2 separate regions of the Sus scrofa genome follow, and region 2 is linked to region 1. A link is a contact called in public HiChIP or PLAC-seq data. All regions are on one chromosome and are shown on one strand. The core of a region is the stretch at or near the end of the contact, and the rest is flanking DNA. Distances in the headings are between cores, read along the strand shown.

What was found. HiChIP or PLAC-seq counts read pairs in DNA pulled down with a chosen protein or histone mark.
Region 2: a contact with region 1 is called in an H3K27ac HiChIP or PLAC-seq map of skeletal muscle. The contact joins the promoter of SERINC2 here to the promoter of FABP3 in region 1. A contact is called at or near these places in 10 of 47 Hi-C or Micro-C datasets (alveolar macrophages, embryonic fibroblasts, fetal skeletal muscle and 6 more) and 1 of 2 datasets of contacts at active chromatin or transcription factors (skeletal muscle).

The regions. Positions count from the first base shown.
Region 1 is chr6:87,948,915-87,952,447 of Sscrofa11.1, forward strand. It overlaps FABP3 (fatty acid binding protein 3, muscle and heart (mammary-derived growth inhibitor)), which reads right to left and starts at 1,794. Exons shown (of 4, transcript NM_001099931.1): 1 at 1,679-1,794. The coding sequence starts at 1,751. It overlaps LOC106510641 (a long non-coding RNA gene), which reads left to right and starts at 1,891. Exons shown (of 2, transcript XR_001309284.2): 1 at 1,891-2,275; 2 at 2,578-2,829.
Region 2 is chr6:87,994,103-87,997,635 of Sscrofa11.1, forward strand. SERINC2 (serine incorporator 2) reads left to right here and starts at 1,629. Exons shown (of 10, transcript NM_001244148.1): 1 at 1,629-1,700. The coding sequence starts at 1,662.

The DNA.
Region 1 (3,533 bases), core at 544-3,043:
CATGAGCTGTAGGTTGTAGATGCGGCTCGGATCCCGCGTTGCTGTGGCTCTGACGTAGGCTGGTGGCTACAGCTCCGATTGGACCCCTAGCCTGGGAACCTCCATATGCCGTGGGAGCGACCCTAGAAAAGGCAAAAAGACAAAAAAAAAAAAAAAAAAAAAAAAAGCCAACACTTGTGGTCCTTATTTCAGGGGTCAGGAACAGAGGCAGGAGGTGCCCAGATGGCCCCCACCCCTGGCTATCTGCTGTAATCCAGCACCTCTTCCCTTGGAAAAGGCAAGGAATCCAGCTCAATCATGAACAACATTCCAGTTTTCCTTATCCCAGCCTAGGGAACTAGGATAATCTCAGCTGGGGATTCCAGAGAAAGGATATCACCCTCCCTGAATGCATATCAAGAGCGGAAGGGCTAAAGTCAATCATTAGCTAAGCAGTTCTTGCCACTCCCAGCCCTAGGGCCCTTAGGTTTTCACATCAGCCCTGCTGCGGAATTGATGATAAATCTGTACTCTTTCTGAGTCTTGGCTTCTCCATCTGTCGGAACAAGCGGAACAAGCGGTCTCCAGAGTCGTCCTGTGCAAGATTCTTTCCCTCTTCATTCTCCCCCATCCCAGCACCACACACTTGTGGACCAAAGACCCTCCCTGCCTTCCTCTACCAGGTCTTGGGTTGCAGCTGGTGTTGGGGGCTCTTGCCCTATCCTACCACTAGACTCACTAGTGACTAAAGCCTGGTTACACACTGTAGGACAAGGTCAGAGGTTGGTTGAGAAAAAGAAAGAGGGCACCGGAGTTCCCATTGTGGCACAGTGGTTAACGAATCCGACTACGAACCATGACATTGCGGGTTCAATCCCTGGCCTTGCTCAGTGGGTTAACAGATCTGGCACTGCCGTGAGCTGTGGTGAAGGTCGCAGACCCGGCTCGGGTCCCGCGTTGCTGTGGCTCTGGCGTAGGCTGGCAGCTACAGCTCCGATTAGACCTCTAGCCTGGGAACCTCCTTATGCTGCGGGAGCGGCCCAAGAAATGGCAAAAAGACAAAAAAAAAAAGAAAAAAAGAAAAAAAAAAGAGGGCACCTTCCAGTGAGAATCCTTTAACCCAACATAGAGGAGCAGAAATTTTTGCGAACTGTGCAGACCCCTGTCTCACCCCCTCCTCATATCCCATTCACCATTGTCCGCTCTTCCATCTTCCTCCTCCTGGGGATTCCTTACTTCTTTAGGCCATAAAACACTTCCCCCATCCACTGCTTCCCTTTCAGTGTTCATAGTCTCCAGTTCCTAAACCTCCCATGCACCAGTTCTTTTCCTCCCCTAGCTAGCCTCCCACCGACCTTCTGGGACCAATGCTTCCCTTTTATCCAAACTCACCCCCTTACCCACGAATCCTACGCCCTTCTTCCTCGAAAGCGCCTTCCTGCCCCCACACTGACACAGCGGCCTCCTTATGCCTCCTTGCCTGGGAATCTCTTTCGCCAGGTTCAGACCATGAAAGCTCCCTCCCAAGAGGCCTCGCAAGCTCCAGCCCAGGCTACCACCTTCTCCGCGTCTCCGGATGCTGCATCTTTGACCAAGAGGGATGCAGCCTGCGCACAGGGTCCCAGCCAGGGCTGGAGCAAGGCTCCGGCCGGGCACGCGGCCAACCTCTTCCCAGCCCAACATCCCGAGTCGTCCTCACCAATTGACTTCATGTAGTCATCGAAATTCTTGCTGTCCACTAGCTTCCAGGTGCCCGCGAAGGCGTCCACCATGGTGAGGCTGGGCTAGGCTGAGAAAGAGACGACAGAACAGGCGCGCAAAAATTCCAGGACCGGCGGCTCCCAGCCCGCGCTACCGCTTTAAATGGCCCTAGCGTCACGTGACGAGGCGTGGCGTACGCCCCCGCTCCCGAAATAGGAAGCCCCATGCAGGCGCTGCCTCGCCGGGTTGATCGCCCATCCCCCAGCCTGCCGAAAGAGGAAGGGGCAGCCCGTAGGCGCCCGGCAGCACGGGTACCCGGGATCCGAATCCCTCCCCGGGGCTGGCAGGACCAGTCCCCTTTCCTGGCCTCAAGGCGCTCTTCGGAATCTGAGAAGGAAGCCGCTGGGGGCACGGAGCCCGCGAGTTGGGGCGCAGGTCATGGACATCTTCGGTTTCCTGGTCCCTCCACGAGCCTGGGGTCCGAACAGAGATGAGAGACTAGAGGAGAAAGGAAACTCACTCTTGGGCTGATGCCCCGCTGGGAAAGTTCTGGCCGACTCTCCGCGGCGTAGGCATCTTGGTCCTCTTTTTACAGGTGAGGAGTCCAAGACTTAGAGGGGACTGACAAGGTCGCAGGATTAAGGAGAGGGTGAGGTAGAGTCCAGATCACAAGCCTGGTGTAGCAGGCCCCAGACACCTCCCCCCGCCCCACGCTGTCCCGCCACTCACCGGGGGCAGCGTGTGCCCTCCCGGCAAAAGCATGACCCTTCCCGTCGCGCCGCTCCTGCTGCACACGTGCTCGCCCCTCCCTGCGGAATGTCCCCCGCGCCTTTCCGCCATGTGGTCCAACTCCCCCGTCCATCCTGCCAGTGCGCCCGGCTTTTCTGACCTCTGTAGGCACAAGCGTTTGCTCCCGTCGGCCGGGCGGTTCCCTCCTCAACCTCCTTCAGAAAGTCTGTGCTTGCAGCCAGCTCTACAAGGCTCAAGGACAGCTCCCTGTTCTGCCTGACAGCTACGGCCTCCACCCGCCACCTGCTGCCCTTTCTCTGACCTCCGCACACCCACAAGCAGCCTGTGCCTTCATAGACTGGCAGTCACTTTTAAAGAGCCTACCTTTTAATAATAAAGCACTTTTAATAATAAGATCCACCGTGTATTGCTGTTTATTGCATGCAGAGGGCTTTAAGGGCATTGTCTCATTGAACTTTTAAAACAAAGTCCCTGAAGTAGGTTTTATTATTATCATCCCTTTTATAGATGAGCAGGCTTGAAGTTTAGAGGAGCCCATCCGTTTCTTAATCCAGCAGTTATTAAAACACCTACTTTTGTGCCAGGCCCTGGACTAGGCTCTGGAGAGACAGCCATGAACAAGACACACACTCAAGGAAAAAAGACACATAAGGAAGTGGTGCCCAACTGAACTTGAGCCAGCAGAGGTGGGTACAGGGGGGCATGCAGGAGCAGGCCAGTGGTCCTCTCTGCCACTCCTGTACAGTGTGGCAGGCTTCCTTCCTGGACCTCTTTTTCTCCATGTGGAAGTGGAAACATCTGCCCCTACCTCCCTTCTCCTGACTTTCTGGGAAGAAGGCCAGGGAGGAAGAGCCTTCTCTTCCCCAAGGTCTTGGTTCTTTTGGGCAGATCCACTTGCCAGAAGACCAAAGAGGCCTGTTTCTGCCAAAGCGCTGGGACAGGCCTCAGGGCTGGGCATGGAGCCCTAGTGACCTCACTGCCTGAGCAGGTGCAGGGGGAGGAGGAGGAGTCAGAGAGTTTCTAACTCAAGGTCACAGCCTTTAGACACAGGGCCTCTTCCTCTCTCAAAGACATTGAGTGGCTGGAGAGCTAGGGACCAGAGC
Region 2 (3,533 bases), core at 379-2,878, 45 kb after region 1:
CTGGTGTTGTCACTGCAGTGGCTCAGGTCACTGCTACAGTGCAGGCTCAATCCCTGGCCCCAGAAGTGCCACATGCCGAGGGAGTAGCCAAAAAAAAAAAAAAAAAAAAAAAAAAAAAGAGGTGACCCTGGGAAGGACAGCTACGAGAAGACCTGCTTCAGACTGCTGGGTGGTGTCATTCCAGGCATAGAGGATGGCTGGGTAGAAGGTGACAGTGGAAGAGCTTTTTCTGAATCAGACTGTCCATCACAGTGGACAGTGGAATGAGGAAAGTGGGCTTGGAGTAAACATTTAGGCATTCTTTGAACCTGTTTCCTCATCTGTAGATTGGGATGGAGTGGGAGTTAATCTACTTCTCAGGGTTACTGTAGGCCCTGAACGGGACCATTTAGGTGAAAGAGTTTAGTATGACCTTGAGCTGCGTGGTAACTTTAGTTATTCGTGAGGCCGTAAAGGAGTCCCGTGTTGTAGAAACACAGCAAAGGAGGAGGTTATTTATTCCTAATGGGGCCGGGTGGTGGTTTGGGGTGTGTGTGGTTCTCTTCACTGAGAAAATATGGGATGTGAGCAAGGCTTTGATGCATAGAGAGGGGGATAAAGAGAAGAACTTTCTAGGGGGAGGGTAACCTGTGGACAAAAGTGTGGAGGAGAGAAACTGCAGGGTATGTTTGCAGAACAGTCCTGGCGCAATTAATGGCCAAGCCTCGCACCCCATGATTCACCAAGGAAGTAGTCAGGCTGGATCTTTGGCCCTGGGGCCAGCGTTGAGGCACTCAGATTTTCTTCCCTAACATTATCCCATCTATGGTTGAGTGAGGAGAGGATTGGAAGGTGAACTGAGAGTAATTACAGAGCCCTGCTTCTGGGACTCTCTCACCTGCTCCTGTGGGACCATCCAGCAGGCATGTAACCCACTCACCGCTCTTGACCTCCTGAGCTGGGGGCCAGGTTTGGGCACCCCTGAGGAGTGATGAGCCGCCCAGTGGGAGTGGCTCCAGGGAGCATGTGGTCTGAGACAGGAGTCAGTAGAGCTTGAAGAACAGGGGGATGGAGGGGAGGACAGATGGAAGAGTGGGAGGCCAGGTTTTAGGACAGGGAGCGCACAGAGCAAGCATCTACTATGTGTGGTAACAGCCTCCCTTTGAGGTAGGTATCTTCGCTTTACTGAAGCTCAGAGAGGTGAAATGACTTGCCCATTTCTTCGTGCAACAACTCATCATTCAACACTTAGGCATTGGGCAGAGAGGCTCTAGGCCACGGGCTGAGGTGTCAGGGGTGACCGTCACTTGGCTTCTGCCCCCTGCGGTGAAGTGGGGGAATTGTGAGGTCGCGTCGCGGCCTCGCTGGGACCCGACCCCAGGTCTCACTATTTCCAAACCATCACTTTGGATCCGGACATGAGCCCGGGCCAGAGTCGGATCTGGTTGCGCGGCCGCTGGGATCCCCGGTCCCCCCACTTTCCCTACGGTCCCGCCCAGCGCACCTGCCCCAGGTGAGTCCCGGGAGGCCCCGAACGCCGCCGGAAAGTCGCGAGCGGATTCGGCAGGTGGGGCGGGGCCGGGCCGGGGCGGGGCCAAGGGCGGGGCCAGCCCGGGGCGCCCCGAGCCTGACAGGATCCCGCGCCCCTCGGTCCGCGCCCAGCGCCCTGAGCCGCCGCCGACATGGGGGCCTGCCTGGGGGCCTGCTCCCTTCTCAGCTGCGTGAGTCCTGACCCCAGCGCCCGCCCGGACCGCCTGCCCCTTCTTCGGCCTCGCACTTTTACCCCGTCTTCTTCCTCCAAATAGTTTCTTCTTTTTCCTTCCTCCAAACTTGTCTTTCTGGGCCCGCACCCCGCCTCCTCGTGCCTCCGGTCCCCCAGCTCAACGAGTCTCCCCACCCCCATCCCAGGCCCGCGGGCGCCGGGGGACGGCTGGTGTCTGGGGCTCAGGTTACCGCGGGGGAGGGGGAGGGGCGCGCCCGGGCGGGGAGGGGAGTGTCCGGGGCCGGCGCCCCTCCCGGGAACTGGGGAGACGGAGGCCCAGAGCCCCGGTCGGGGTGGGTGCTGCGTCCCCAGCTCAACTTGCTGTCGTCCTGGCGGGGCGCCTCTCGTTCCCCTCCCGGGCGCTCTGACTCTTTGTGTGGCCTGCCCGGCCCCTGTCTCTATCCTGTGCGCCTTTCTCTTTCTCTGGCAGTGTCAGTCACTCTGTCTGTCTGTACCTGCCGTTCTACTTCTGTCATTTGTATGTGTCTGATGTCTGTGGGTCCCTTCGTTTGTCCGCCTGTCTTTGTCCATCTAAGCTTCTTCGTGTGTCATTGTCTGTTTCTGCAGTTTGGTGTCTGTCCCCCAGGGTCTGTTAGCCGGTCCAGTGTATCCATGTCTCTGTGTTTTGTCTGTGTCTGGTTCATTTTGGCTCAGGCTAACTCCTGGGCACTTCCCTAATGAGCCCCAGACCCTTCCCCTGTGGGCCCCAGAGCTGAAGTGGGTGGGGGGTGGGGGGTGGGAAGGAAGCCCCCTCCTCCCCTTTCTAAGCCAGTGTTGAGTGAGGTGGGCACTGGTTGCCACTGGCCCAACTCTGGGTGGGAAAACCTGGGAACTGAGGGAGGTTGGGGTGTGCAGGGGGAGGGAGTACCTGGTCGCCTGGACTTGGGGACCTGAGAAACAGTCAGCCTCCGTTTTGGGGCTGCTGCCAGCAGAGGGGAGGAGCATCAGCCAGACCCCGGCTGGGAGGCCCCTTCTCCTTTCGCCTTTCCCAGCCTCCTCTCCTTTTCCTCTTCCCCTCAGTAGATCTAAGGTTCTTTCAGGCAACCCCCTCCCGCTCTGCCCCACATAAAGCGGAGCCCAGAGAAAGGGGGGCCGTCTGCTGGCTGCTGAAAATCAGACTTCTTTTTCTTTGTTCCTGATTTGTGTGTGTGTGAGGATGGGGGTGTAGGGGCGGAGAGCTGGGGCATCTAGAGATTTACAGCCATTTTCTGAGAATGAAATCTAAACAGAGAGGCTACAGAGTGGGTCCCTGGACTCTTGTCCTCTCTGGGCATGCATTTTCCCTTCTGTGAAGTGTGTGTGTGTGTGTGTGTGTGTGTGTGTGCACCCACAGAAGGAGGAATCAAGAGCTGGTCCTTGAGATCCCTCCCTGCCCAATGAAACCAAGTTTTGGACTGGGGCTCTGGCTGGAAAGGGTTTGCTTCCCAGTTGGGGAAGGAGAGTTTCCTCAGTGTGGACTAGAATTCTGTCCACAGGGCTGGCCTTGAGGGCAGTGGGGGAGGTTTGCCTGGAGACTTGCCATTTCCCTGTGCCTCTGCCTCCTGGTCTGCCGCCCTTATAATGCTGCTGGGAAAATTTAAAAGTGCCCTGCCCTGTTTCTGACATGTAGTGATTGCTCCAAATAAGAGGTATTGTTGTTATCATTTTAGAAAGGTGGGTGGAGAATTTCTTCTGGAGCCAAGTGCTGCTCTCTGAGTCAGACTCCTGCAATGCTGAATCAGAAGGCACCTGGCAGGCCTGCTCCTATACCTAGTTTACAAATGAGAGGAAGCCGCAGCCCAGAGAGGTTAGC